Linked DNA regions of Canis lupus: region 1 is linked to region 2. A link is a contact called in public Hi-C data. All regions are on one chromosome and are shown on one strand. The core of a region is the stretch at or near the end of the contact, and the rest is flanking DNA. Distances in the headings are between cores, read along the strand shown. Region 1 holds the start of NRDC (nardilysin). Region 2 holds the start of PRPF38A (pre-mRNA-splicing factor 38A).

Region 1 (6,733 bases), core at 3,184-5,683, 450 kb after region 2:
TCAGGAGCAGGTTCCACATTCAGCACAGAGCTCAACATGGGATTTGATCCCACAACCCTGAGATCATGACCTGAGCTCAAAATCAAGAGTCAGATGCTTAATGGACTGAGCCACCCGGGCGCCCTGTGTTAACTGTATTTTAAATGGTTTGGAAGTCCTGCTGCGCCACGGGTTGCTTATGATCTTCACCTCTCTGGGTAGGTATTTCTCTTTACATCTGAAGAGGACAGATTAAAGTGGTTCTGTGATCCTTTGTTAGTTCTCATATTCTATACATCTAATCTGACACTGACATTTGCTATAGAGTCAGAATTGCATTGGGCCAACCTACAAAGAGGTATTTTTCCTAGAATATTACATTCTTCTGGTTTTCCTCTTACCATTCATGTAGTTCCTTCTCAGCTCAGTCTCTTTGGGAGTTTATCTTCTAAAACCTCCACAAAGCGTGGTCCTTTAGCCCTTTTCTCTTTTTATTTTACAACTTCAATGTAAGTGATCTCATTCAATAGGCTTTGGTTACCACCTGTAAGCTGATAAACTTCAAACTGGCATCTCCAATTAGACTCTTTTCTGAGTTTCAATCTAATCTTTCTTTTCCATGGCACACACATGACTCAAACTTAACATATCCAAAACTGAGCTTATACTTTTTTCCTCCAAAACCTGTTAGTCCTTCAGAATTTGCTTACTGAGATACAGCATCATCATCTGCCTTGGGGTCTCTAAACATAGAAATTGATAGGAGGCCAAAGGGAGTTTTAGGCAAGGCATTCCTGGGGCTTTTACTTGAACACAAGGGAGACACCAGAAAGGTAAGAATCCTCAGTCTGACTTCATGAGAGGTCAGGATGTTGTTTTAAAGAAATTTAGGTGGGGAAAAGGGTGATGTGTAAGCATGCAAAGGCCGGGATTTTTTAGCACTTGCATATTTAAAGGTCATGCTTCTTCATGCGTCTTATGTCTAATTGACATATTAAATCTCCACCCCAGCAGGGTTTTTAGTATTATAATGAGGAAAAAGTCGGTAAAAATTCAGCACAGGGGTGCATCTTGGCACAGACTAGTCCAGTCTTCACCAGTTTTGGTAGTAAGCACCCTTCTTTTGGTAAGCATCGTCCCTCTGCATTCCCACAAGATATGCTACCCAAGAGGCATAAAGATTTAGCACCTCCCTCTTTATGGAGGAAGCCAAACACTGGATTTTGCAGTCAAGGTTGAGGGGACCTGAGTCCAGTCCCTGCTTTGTCTCATACTCATGCAGAAGTTAAGACATCACAGAATTATACTTGACCCTTTCCTCTTATTCTTCATCAAATTAATAACAATCCAAAACCAGTCAATTCCACCCTAAATATATGACATATCTGTATACATCTGTCCGTCACTCATATCCAAATTATCATTTTCGAGTGCCTATGCTACAGGATTTCTTTTCCTTCTGTGTCCGCTGCTTAGAAGAATGAAGAGGTAGACCGAAGGAAGAGGAGTAGGCAGCAAAGCAAAGTTTATTGCATGATAGTACAAAGCTCCCAAAGAGGGAGGAGACCCAAGAGGGTTGCCATAGAAGTTTCTAAGTCTAGGAGTTTTTATGGGCTTGTTGGCGGTCTGTTTTAATCTGATTAACCCTCCATGTGCCTGTCACCCAATCAGGTTTTTGTCATTTATCTATCACTCGGGAAAGGATGGAGGGCTCCTTCCAAGGTGGTGTAAAATCCTCTTAAGGCTGGTTTCCTCTTAAGGTGGGGCCCCTTGTCCCTGCTTTCTTCCAACCACCCTTCATTACCTGGATTACTTTAATACCCTCCTGATTTCTCTTAGTCTTGCCCTCACCTCCACCATTCAAATTATTTTTTTTTTTTTTTTTTTTTTTTTTAAATTTTTTATTTATTTATGATAGTCACAGAGAGAGAGAGAGGCAGAGACACAGGCAGAGGGAAAAGCAGGCTCCATGCACCGGGAGTCCGATGTGGGATTCGATCCCGGGTCTCCAGGATCGTGCCCTGGGCCAAAGGCAGGCGCCAAACCGCTGCGCCACCCAGGGATCCCTCAAATTATTTTTCACACATCAACCAGTGATCTACTTGGAAGACTCTTGTGATCTTGTCTTCCTACTTCATTGGTTCAACCATTATTTAGTGGGTTTCTTTAATTTTTTTCTTTAGTGTGATCTCTACACTCAATGCGGGGATCAGACTTATGGCCTCAAGATCAAAAGTCACATGCTGTATTTACTGAGCCAGCCAGGCACCCCTAGTGAGTATTTTTAATGTGCCAGATACTCTTCTAGAAGCTAGGAACCCAGAGATACACAAAATAGACAAAGCAATTACTTCTTTTTACTCTTAGGAAGGTTCTGTATGATCTTGGCCACTGACTCACTTCCCCTTTGCTCCCAAATTACTATAGTTTAGCCATAATTAGAATTACTTTCTCAGAGCTTTGAACGCATTTATTCCCATAAATTTTATACCAATTCCCATACATTTTTCAAATTTAAGTTTAAATGTCTAGTTTAGAGAAACTCTGACTAGACTAGGTCTCTCTGTATTTTTCCTTTTAGAGTTTTTCACGACGATAAATTTAAAAGTGTGCGCTTGTTTAAGGTCTCTCCTGGTAGTTCTCTTGTAATTCCCAGTATCCTGCATTCCCAGTACCTGGCAGATATTAGAAGCTCCAATGGTTGGTTGAGTGAATAAATGCATGCCTTGCTATATGGGGTGTTATGTTATCTCCACAGTTGGGTAAACTCTAAGATCCAGAGACCTCTTTTTAAAGGGAAAAACTAACAGGTCACACTTCAGACGCAGCCTTTCTTTGTTCATAGTCATAAAATTCTAGTTACTGGCTGAATCCAAAGATTCCTTACCTACAGTATTATTGCTGTGACAAGTAAAAACAAAGAAAACACCCTCAAAATAGACTTGTCACTCCAGGTGACAATTCAACAGCAATTACTGACTGCTTTGCAGAGTACTGATTGGGCTGCTATGCTAGGAACTGGATGAAGAAAAAACATTTCCCTGAAGGAGGGCAATCCAGAGGAGTTCTTAGTTTAGAAAGTTCCTGAAAAGATGGCTGAAAACAAACTGGGATATTTGAACAATATTTTTCAATTAATTTATCGTGTCTGTTGTCCTAGTTCAGGTTTTCACCATCTGCCTGAATCACTGCACTTACACGTCCCAACTCCTTATTCGCTTATCCTGCATTATTTGTCGTCACAGCACTCACTGTTGTTCCAACAGATCATTGATTTTATTGTCCGTTTACACCGTCAAAACCCAAGCCCCAGGGCGCCGGGCTGGCTTCGCTGGTACACATGCCACCCTGCAGCTCAGCCTGAGTTGGAGCCCCACATTGCGGGTAGTTTACCTAAAAAAGTAAAACAAAACAAAACAAAACAAAAAAAACAAGTAAAAATGCCAGCCCCATAAAGACAAATTTTTTGTTGTTGTTATTGTTTTTGTTCATGACTGCATTCCCTGAATCTGGAGCTCAGGAGGCCCAGAAAAATTTAAGTACCTTTAACAGTCATCAATACCGCTTTCTGCTTGATCCTTCTCCCTTCATTTATAAGTACTTCTTCCCTTTATGTGTGGGGATCTTTGGCTTCATGGTGTCGGCACATCGGATCTTGCTAACATGTCGGTTTCAAGAACAGTCTGAGTGACGGCCATCCTAGTAACATTACAGGCAGAAAAAAACCTCTGGAAAAAAGTACATGAAGGAAGCACCCAGACGCAGGCGGCCACCTGACAGAGAGCCGGCGCAGCTAGAGGCCGCGCGGGCCGGCGCCCGGACGGAGCCCGGTTCCGCGGGGCGGAACTAGCGTCGCGCCGCTCGCCCCGCCTCCTCGGGCTCCGGCGCCGGCCAAGGTCGCCGCGCGGTCAGCAGGAGGATCGCGGGCGCCCAGCGCAGCTTGGCTGCCTCGCAGCTTCCATCCGGCGGCGAAAAACACTTCCGGCGTCCCGCTTCTACGTGCTGAGTCACGGCCGGAGGCTAAGCCCTGGGTGTGAAGGACGGAACACAAAAAAATGTATAACTGGGGAAAAAAAGTCTTGAAAAAATGTCTTGGGAACTCATTTTCTCCACTCGCTTCTCAATTCTCCGCCGGGTAATATTTTGCTCAGAAGCGCGGAGCATTACCCTGTAGCCGCCTCACAGCGACACCCCGCGCGTTACGTCATAAACGCGGCGCCAGCGCTTTTCTTCCCGTCGTCCTCCGCGCCACTCTCTCCGCCTCTTCTTCCTTGCCCCGCCCACCCTGGGTTTCTCGGTGCTCGGAGAATCCGGCCCGGTCTCTTTGGTTCCTTTTATTCCCTGTTTCCATTGGTGGTTTGCGTGCGCGTGACCTCCTTTCTTGCCTTCTGATTGGCCAGAGTCGGCAGCGTCATCGGCGGCCGGGCGGGCGGGGGATGAGGGAAGCTGCCGTGAGGCAGACCGGATAGGGGGAGGGGTTCAGGCCTGTCCTCCCCTGCGGCTGCGGCAGCACCAGCGCCAGCGCCGGCCGCTGCCGCCCCTGGAACGCGGAGGTGGAGGAGCGGCTGGAGGAGGAGGAGGAGGAGGTCCCCGGCGAGCGGGATGCCCATCGCTCCGGCTTGGTGGTGAATGCTGAGGAGAGTCGCGGTTGCTGCAGTCTGTGCCACCGGGGGGAAGTTGTGGTGTGAGGCCGGGCGGGAGCTCACAGCGCTGTGGAGAATCCGGGCGCGGGGTCCGTGCGAAGACTCGGCTGCTGCCAGACCCCTGCTCCCTCCGACCATGCCTGGAAGGAACAAGGCGAAGTCGACCTGCAGCTGTCCCGACCTGCAGCCCAATGGGCAGGATTTGGGCGAGAGCGGCCGGGTTGCCCGTCTGGGAGCTGATGAATCTGAGGAGGAGGGACGGAGGGGGTCTGTTAATAACGCCGGAGACCCCGAAATCGTCAAGTCTCCTAGCGACCCCAAGCAGTACCGGTGAGGCGTGGACCGGGGAGGCGAGCCGGGCGCGGGCCCCTCGGTTGCTGACGCCGTCACTTCTTGTCTGTCTCCTGAAGGAGCGACAGGGGCTCTCTTCACCACGAGCGCTTCCTCGGGCGGGGGCGGACAGGGCCCTGGGGGCTTCCGTGTGGTGTCAGCTGGGCAGGCCGGGAGGCTCGGGCCCTGGGAGGAGTCAGCGTGTTAGATGGGGAAGGGCTGCTCGAGTCATTTTGACGTTCGCTACAGCAAGAGTGGAGGGTTCTCTGGAGGCAGCGGTCTGGGTGGTGCGGGAGCCCTGGCGTTACGTGAGGGAGTTTAATCCTGGGGAGGATGTTTAAGGGGCAAATTATCACTATCCAGAAATAAGCAGGTGCCTTTGGTTGATAGGGGGGTAAAACTAATGCGGTGGAAGTTAGAGGATGGTGCGGCTTAAGTAAAAGAAGGCGGGCATCATAGCTGGCCTAAAATGAAGGGGCTGGTTTCCCTGGGTTGTTCCTCATTTACTAGAGTGTTTGGGGATCTCTTCCAAGGTCTTGTTAGAGAGGACTTGGCGCTCGGTTGGGTGAGTCATAGAAGACTTTGTGAGGTTTCTTCGAATCCTGAAACTGTCTACTTTTGTGCTGGGATCCTCCAAACATCTCTAATAGCTGTTGGCTTAGTACCATCTGAATATTTCTTTCAGAGGTAGCTTATTTCATACAATGTTGTGACTGTGATGTTTTGTAAAGAGAGATCGTATTGTCCAAAAACTTCATTCTCCAGCTTGAGGAAATTAAGATCCAGAGCGTTGGCTTCTTGCTTAGAATTACACAGCTAAGTAACAGCTGATAATGAAAACCCTGTCCATTTGACACCAAATCCAGTGTACCATTTGATGATTTTTATAATGTTCTTACTCCTATGGGGTTGGAAGGTGAAGGATTCTAGATCCCAATTTCTTATAAGCCTCTACAGTGTTAGAGCTGGAAAGAACCTTGGAGATAATCTTTTCCACTCCCCATTTCTCCCATTTGACAGATGACTGAAACCGAGGTCTGGAAAGAAGTGATTTAGCCCCGAGTTTAAGACTGGCGTAATTTCTCCTTTCACTCCCAGTCTAGGATTAACAGTACACAACTCCTTGTGCTGTTTTTTTGCGAGCTGCAGGGTCAAGAAATCTTTGTGGATGGGCTAAATTTTCTCTTTTTCTCATTAAAGATGAGAGTGGTTGCTTTAGTAATATGTAAATGAACAAATTGAAACCTTGATAGAAAGTGCTTACTTTTCAGATTAAATGTTAAGTAACAGCTTTAGCTTTTACTGCCTGTATGAAATTACATATTAACAACTAATCTTTATAGAATATACACTATGTGTCAAATACTGTACTGCTTTAGATATTTCATTTAATGATCTCATTTTGGCAAGTTTATATCACAAATGCTTACATATTACTGTGCACCAGGCATTGTGCTATCTTAAATCCTTTTTTTTTTTTTTAAGATTTTATTTATTTATTCATGAGAGACAGAGAGAGAGAGAGAGAGAGAGAGAGAGAGAGGCAGAGACACAGGCAGAGGGAGAAGCAGGCTCCATGCAGGGAGCCTGACACGGGACGGGATCCTGGGTCTGCGGGATCACACTCTGGGCCGAGGGCGGCACTAAACCGGTGAGCCACCCGGGCTGCCCTCTCTTGAAGTTTTTATATGTAGAACCAATCCCTCGTTTCACTGTATTTCAGTAGGGTTTTGTACAGGGCCTGTTACAGTATGTATCCATCATATTATAACTATATGTCT
Region 2 (7,384 bases), core at 4,719-7,218:
GGTTGAGTAACCCCATCTTAGTTTTTAACATAATATAAACATAAGTAATTCCATGACGGCCATAACCATGTCCATCTTGTTCACCATGTTATTTTCAGTATGTAGCACAGTACCTGGCATGATACTGGCACTTAATTATGTATTCAATAAACAAGGTAATAAGTTAATAAAAGTTTAAAGTAAAATAACAAATTCTTGGCTTTCTATTTCTTAATGTTACATGTAGAGGTAAAAAGCAAATTCTAGTTAGACACTAAGAAGAAAAAGGTTTTGACTGCATTACCCTGAATCTGCCTTTTCCACAAAAAATATCTTTGTAAAATGTATGGAGCTGCCCACTGTGGGATTCCTATGTAAGTCTGAGTACACTTAACTTATACTGCAGTGGGAAGTACAGTGCTAGAGAAGAAGGAACGCCTGGGTGGCTCAGCGGTTGGGCATCTGCTTTTGGCTCAGGGCATGGTCCTGGAGTCCCGGGATCGAGTCCTGCATCGGGCTCCCTGCATGGAGCCTGCTTCTCCCTCTGTCTCTGCCTCTCTCTGTCTCTCATGAATCAATGAATAAAGTCTTGGGGAAAAAAAAAAAAGAGGCCACTAAAAATTACTGTGATGATGGGGCACTGGGGTGGCTCAGTTAAGTGTGTGCCTTTGGCTCAGGTCATGATCCCAAAGTCCTGGGACTGAGCCCTATGTTGGGCTCAATGTTCAGCGAGAAATCTGCTTCTCCCTCTCCTCCTCCATCCTGCTCCTGTTCTCTCTCTCTCTCAAATAAGTAAAATCTTAAAAAAAAAAAAAAAAAAAGGGCAGCCCAGGTGGCTTAGTGGTTTAGCGCCACCATCAGCCCGGGGCGTGATCCTGGAGACCGGGATCGAGTCCCATGTCGAGTTCTCTGCTTGGAGCCTACTTCTCCCTCTGCCTGTGTCTCTGCCCCTCTCTCTCTCTGTGTCTCTTATGAATAAATAAATAGAATATTAAAAAAAATAATAACCGTGATGATGTAACACATGGAAAACTAACTTTGGGAGGTCTGAGTAAGGCTTTTACGAGGTCATTCTGGAGGCAGATCAGATGGGATGGAGTACATTGGAAAAAGTACATGATGCAAGACTGAGACTGATATAAGATGTAGTTGGAAAAGTAGGCAGACAAGGGCAGATTGGGCAAGACTAACAGGAAGCTAGGAGTCTAATGGAATACTCCATGCAGGAGGTGAAGAACCTGAAATGAAGACCGTAACAACAACGATGATGGGCATTCACAATGTTACAACAAGAAGGCAGAAATATGGGGACCCCTGGGTGGCTCAGTGGCTGAGCGCCTGCCTTCGGCCCAGGGCGTAATCCTGGAGTGCCAGGATCGAGTGCCAGGATTGAGTCCCGGGATCGAGTCCCACATCAGGCTCCCTGCATGGAGCTTGCTTCTCCCTCTGCCTGTGTCTCTGCCTCTCTATCTCTCTCTGTCTCTCATGAATAAATAAATAAAATCTTAAAAAAAAAAAAAAAAAGCAGCAGAAATATTGGTGAAATAAAAACTGGTTCAGGGAGGAAGGTCCAGACCCTTAGCACCATACTCACCCCCATTTCGGTTCTGGCTCTTGATTTTTCGATAGTCATTGTACAGAGGTTCTAAGTACTTGTAGCAATCAATTGCAGTGCCTGTCAGCCTCATGTAAAGTGCTCCCAACATGCGGACATACCTGACAGAAGAAGACAAACAGTAGGCCATCCTAAAAAGTTCTTGTTCTTGAGTTGCATACCTGGCTTTTCTCATGAAAGCAGTGGATGAACAAGTTCTTTCTCTTCTTTGGCGATGAGAGAACTGCAATTTTGAGGCAACATGGAGCAGAAAGAAAGCTAAAATATGGAAACCTGGGTTCAAGTTCCCATTCTACCACTTACTGGCTGCAGGAACTTGGGACATGTTGCTCAACTTTCAGAGTCTATCATATTTAGAGTCTATTTAGAGTCTATATATGACAGGAAAATAGGAACCAATTTACCTTAAAGGATTACTCTAAGAATCAAATGAGATACTGAATTTAACAACATATAAAATATGTTTACTAATAGTACAAGAAATAATATACATACACTTGAATATATATATAATTGTTGCTAGGCAGCACAGAGTGCTAGTTCTGGAAAAAAGTCATCTGCGTTGCAATTTGGATTCCATTACTTATTGACTTTGTTATATTAGGCAAGTTACTTGCTTTCTCAATTCTTGTAAAATGGAGATGATTGTGCCTAATTTGTTGGCTTAGTAAGAAATGTGTGTAAAGTGCTAAGCGTAGCATATAGCACATAGTAAGAAAGCTATTTTCTAGCTGTTACTGTTTTGTAAGATTCCTTTTTCTTTTCTCCTATATCCAACTACCCACTCAAATTCTTCACTTGGAATAACGAGTAGGCATTTGAAACTCAACAGTTTCTTTATATGACAAACACAACAGAATAGTAAAGAATTTGAACACTGAAGCCAGCTTTACCACTTACTAGGTATCTGACCTCAAGGAAATTAATCTGTCCTAAGTTTCCTACCTTGTGTAACGGAGATAATAATTTTGCAGGGTTGTTGTGAAGGTTAAGTAAATGATTATATGTAAATCCCTTAGAGGATGGTACAAAATTAGCTACTATGTTTGTCTCTTATATTTGTCTGTGAGTTCCTTGAGAATAAGTAATACAAGAATATGAGCAGCTGACATTTTGGGAGTCTTTACCAAAAGGCACTGTGTTGTGAGATATACAGCACTATCTTCTTTAACCCTCCTATCAACCTTGAGCTGGTATCATCATCTCCATTTACAAGTAAAGAAAGTAAAGCTCACAAACTTCTCTAAGGTCATAATAAGTAACAGAGCCTGGACATGAACCTCCCTCCACCTACACCAAAGTTCTCCTGCTTATCTACCACATGATGTAGTTTTCTTCATCTTTGAGCATCCAGTGCTATGAACACACTAAGTGCTCACTCCTGCTTAATATATTTTCAGTCCATTTGTGAAATGCTTTCTGGGGGAGAGGAGCAGTTACCAGGACTGAGAATGTAAAGAAGATCAATACAATCAGAACAGACAAAATACACACTGGAGACCTCAGGAGCCAAAATCCTAGAGTAGAACTCTGTTGAAACAAGATACACTGCTTTCACTCCTCTTAACCGAAGCCAAATTCTGGCCCACTGAAATTGAAGCTTTTAAATTAGCTAGTCAACATTTCACTCACTTGAAATCTTCATTTTTTATAAACTCCACAATGATATCCTTCTCAGGTTGGATTTGAAGCATCTTCAAGGTCAAACACAGAAAAGGAGTTGGCTTTATGTTGCCACCATAGACACCGCCCACAAACCTCAACTCCATGGCTTTATCCACTACAAGTTCAGCTAAAAAAAAAAAAAAAAACAAAGGCAAAAACAAAAACAAAGTGGCATCTCAGATAATTTAGGGCCAAGCTCTTCCCAGTCTGAAATGGAGATAAGTTAGTTCAAGGTTTGGTGCTCCTCAATACTAATCAACAATTTAATATTAGAAGTGTGTGTATTAATAGTAATAATAATAACAGCAGCCAATATACAAGAAAGGATGACTATATGCCACGTATTCTCCTAAGCATGTCATATTATCTCATTTAATCTTCACAACAAGCCATGAAATTCCTGCACAGAGGCTGTTTTCAGATAAGGAAAATGAAGGCTAAGAAATGTTAAGTGACTTGCTCAATGTCCACCACCGGAGAGTAGCAGGGCCTGGATTTACATGTAAGCAGTCTATCTCCAGTGTCCATGTCTATCACCATTATGTCTGGAGAAAAGCAGCCAAATCTGGAGCTAAAAGAAACAGCAACAGTATACGACCCAATAACTACATAACTTTAAGTAAATGTCGGGATCCCTGGGTGGCGCAGTGGTTTGGCGCCTGCCTTTGGCCCAGGGCACGATCCTGGAGATCCAGGATCGAATCCCACGTCTGGCTCCCGGTGCATGGAGCCTGCTTCTCCCTCTGCCTGTGTCTCTGCCTCTCTCTCTCTGTGACTATCATAAATAATAAATAAAAAAAATTTTTAAAAAAAACTTTAAGTAAATGTCATCCACAGAATAGGGATAATAACCTTCTACAAGGGATGCCTGGGTGGCTCAGTCAGTTAAGCATCTGCCATCAGCTCAGGTCATGATCTCAGGGTCCTGGGACTGAGTCCCATGTCAGTCTCCCTGCTGAGCAGGAGTCGGCTTCTCCCTCTCTTTCTGCCCCTCTCCCTACTTGTGCTCTCTGGGTCTTTCTCTTTCAAATAGTCTTAAAAAAAAAAAAAAAAGCAACCTTCCACAATTGTTTTCAAAAATAAACACTAGCTATATGAACTCTAGGGCAAGTCTTTTTACCTTTTTTTCTTTTTGACTGTCAGTTCAAATCTGAACAGTAAAGGTAAAAGTTTAAGGGCTATAGTGAGTGTTAAATGAGACAGTACAAATAAATGTTAACATCTACATGTTACACAGCAAATAATGTATGAGAGATTCCATTAGTGGAAAATCATTTTATAAATCAGATTTCAAGTTCCTTTAAGATAAATTCTTATTAATTCATTCAACATTACAGTTGACACTTACAGCCAGGTACTAAATACTAGAGATATAGGTAGAATGATAAAGAAGAACAAAATTACTACTCTTACAGAGTTTACAGTCTGGCAAGGCAGAAAGCATTGGAAAAATAATTGAAATGCGACAAATAGTTAAAATAAGATGCAGGATGCAATACAATTATACAACAAGGGAACATAATCTAGCATTGGAGGAAAAAGGTCACACGTTCACTTTTGGACATACTGAGTTGGCCTGATTGTTTAATTAGAGATTGAGATCTCAGAGGGCGATCTGGGCTGAAGAGAGAAATTTGAAGGCATCTACAGGTAAGATCATACAAGGAGAGAACCTGCAGTGAGAAAAGGCCTCAAAATTCACCCAAAATTCACATAACTCCAAAATTTAACGGTGACTCAGAAAAACGATGTGACACGTCCAGGGACACACAGCGGTCGTGGCAGCGACAGTGATGGCACAGAGTAGTGCTGGGTGCTTCTTAAAATACACACCAGTAACCATACCAAATTCTCCTTATACATGACGCGTTTTACTCCTTAGAATCGTTGAGGTGGGCAAGATACCCGTTCTACAGCAGAAGAAGGCATACATCGTTCACCGGCAAAGCAGAGCTACTAAAATCAGGAGCCAGAATTCGAAGACTGCAAGGCTTGGAAGCCTTCTCGGAAGAACTAAGGTTTCTATTAGGACCCGAACGTGGAAATAACTGCACATCGTGCAGATTTATTTTTTTTATTTATTTATTTTTATCGTGCAGATTTAGAGAACGAAAGACCAGGAACTGGGCTTCAGGTATGTTAAGGTTCCTTTAAGGACTTCAGAGTCTCCGAGTTTAAGAGGGTTTGAGAACTCGGGAGATTATCGTTAAATATGAATAGACGCAGAGAACCCAACAGACACCCTCAGAATCAGGCCGCAGCAGACTCACACGTGTCCCCAAAGCCCAACCAACATCGATCCAGGCACACAGCAGGTGCTAGATTTTTCTGTGTGACTGACAGACTCCGCTCCAGTCTCCCGCCGGGGCCGGTACCCCGCGCCCCGTCCGCGGAACGGGGCCACCAGGGTGGAGGAGGGTCCGCGCGCGCCCGCTCACCCGTCAGCCCGAAGCACTCCTCTTTCCAGTACTTGGACTCGTAGATTCGCGTCCGAATGATCTTCTCCACCAGATACTGAGGATTGGTGCCGTGGATGCTGTGCGCATCCTTCACCGTACGGTTCGCCATCTTAGGACGCCTTCAGTTCTACTTCCGTCGGGTCCTTTAATGCGTCACATCCAGGTTAAGGCGAACCGGAGAGAGACCAAGAAAGGCGGAGGGAGCCTAAGCAACTCAGACCACCATCTGGAAGCGGAAATGCTTCGAAGGAAAGAACTTCCTTCCGCCAGCAGCGTCGCCCACCGAATCAATGATGGCCGCGGCACGTTGGCGGACGTACGGCGCGCGCCTCGCGTAGGTGGGCGGGGCTAGAGGGCTGGCTGGTGACGCAACGTGGGGCAGCCTGGGGGCGGGGCCATGGCTTTTGGCGCGAAATTTTCTTTTCTCCACCTTGCCTAGCGAGGTTCATTTTCAACCTGCTTGGGCTCCGGTGCGGCGCGTGGCTTTGAGAGCAGTCCAGCTGGCGCAGGCTGGAGTCGCTGCGGCCCGACGAACTCCCGGAGCGGAGACGGTGGGAGCGGAGGGCTTCGGTGCCCGGTGAGTGGCAGTCCCGGGCGGGACGGGGGTCGGAGCCGCGGAGACTGGAGAAGTTCTTCTCTGGGGACTCCGTCATTGATTCATCCAGCGGATATCCACTGCGCGCTGCTGACTGCCAGGCCCTGTCCCAAGGCCATTAGGAGCATTCTTTTCCACATCCCGATTTATAAAGGGCTTCCCACTCCCCCAGGGCCTGAGAGTGCAGTTGAGGCACCGGAAGCCAACCTTAGAGACGCGTGAGCGTTCCCGTCCTCAGCGGCCTGAGGTTCTCAGAAGTGGTCTTAACTGGGCCGCCTGTCTGCTTTGCCCTTGTGGAGCTTTTGCGTCTTTCCCTCCTTTGAGCCACCGCGAACCAAGCGCCGCAGGGAAGGCGGGACAGAAGTTACTGCCCCATTTTACGGATGTAGCAGTTGAGTCCAGAGACTTCTCTAGGTCGCTTTTTGTAAGAGGCCTGCGCTCCTGCCCAAGTAGCCCCCCCCCCCCCCCCCCGAGCCGCTCCTAATTGCCGGCCTCTAATGCACCTTCTTTCTAGGAAAGAAGTCCAAGAAATCCAACTTTACTTCTACTTTAGTCTAGCCCGGAATAGAGGCGCCTTCTGTTTTCACAGTTGGAAAAGCACTAGACTTCGAGGCATGAGATGTGAAGTTCTTATCCTGGGCTACTGTCTGCGAAACTAAAGTGATTAGGTATGTCAGTTTTCGATTTTAGTTGTTTGTAAAAATAGTACCCTCGTCGCGGCTGTTAGGAGTACCTGTGAAGGCCCGCCGAGGTTTCCACAGTGAGAGCAAGGTGTACCAGGTCTTTTTGCAATACTTTTTAACATAACAGAGGTCAATATGTGGATGTTAGAAGGTTTATGAATTCCCTGAAAGTAAATGCAAAATGTTGTGCGAATTGTACGCGAGTTTCCTAACATCAGGTTCTTTTTCTTTCTTTCTTTTTTTTTTTTTTTTTTAGAGATCCACTGTCTCTTACAAATAAATGCAAGAGATTAAGGGAGTGGGGAAGTGAATTTGCCATTTTGCATTTTCTCACTTAATCCTAGAATGGGGCCTGGCACACAGTGGGTGATTAATAAATATTGGTTGA

The links. Hi-C and Micro-C count contacts between places; a contact is called where the count stands out from the background.
Region 1: a contact with region 2 is called in a Hi-C map of blood, with 6 times the contacts expected there. The contact joins the promoter of NRDC here to the promoter of PRPF38A in region 2. A contact is called at or near these places in 2 of 9 Hi-C or Micro-C datasets (both in blood).

What each region holds. Positions count from the first base shown.
Region 1 is chr15:9,451,769-9,458,501 of UU_Cfam_GSD_1.0, forward strand. NRDC (nardilysin) reads left to right here and starts at 4,434. Exons shown (of 31, transcript XM_038558037.1): 1 at 4,434-4,952. The coding sequence starts at 4,609. It overlaps LOC102154126 (a long non-coding RNA gene), which reads right to left and starts at 4,354. Exons shown (of 3, transcript XR_005370225.1): 1 at 3,523-4,354; 2 at 3,178-3,372.
Region 2 is chr15:9,002,510-9,009,893 of UU_Cfam_GSD_1.0, forward strand. It overlaps PRPF38A (pre-mRNA-splicing factor 38A), which reads right to left and starts at 5,969. Exons shown (of 10, transcript XM_038558025.1): 1 at 5,698-5,969; 2 at 3,227-3,386; 3 at 1,574-1,695. The coding sequence starts at 5,827. TUT4 (terminal uridylyltransferase 4) reads left to right here. Exons shown (of 32, transcript XR_005370210.1): 32 at 5,142-6,296. It overlaps ORC1 (origin recognition complex subunit 1), which reads left to right and starts at 6,157. Exons shown (of 19, transcript XM_038558018.1): 1 at 6,157-6,295; 2 at 6,828-6,981.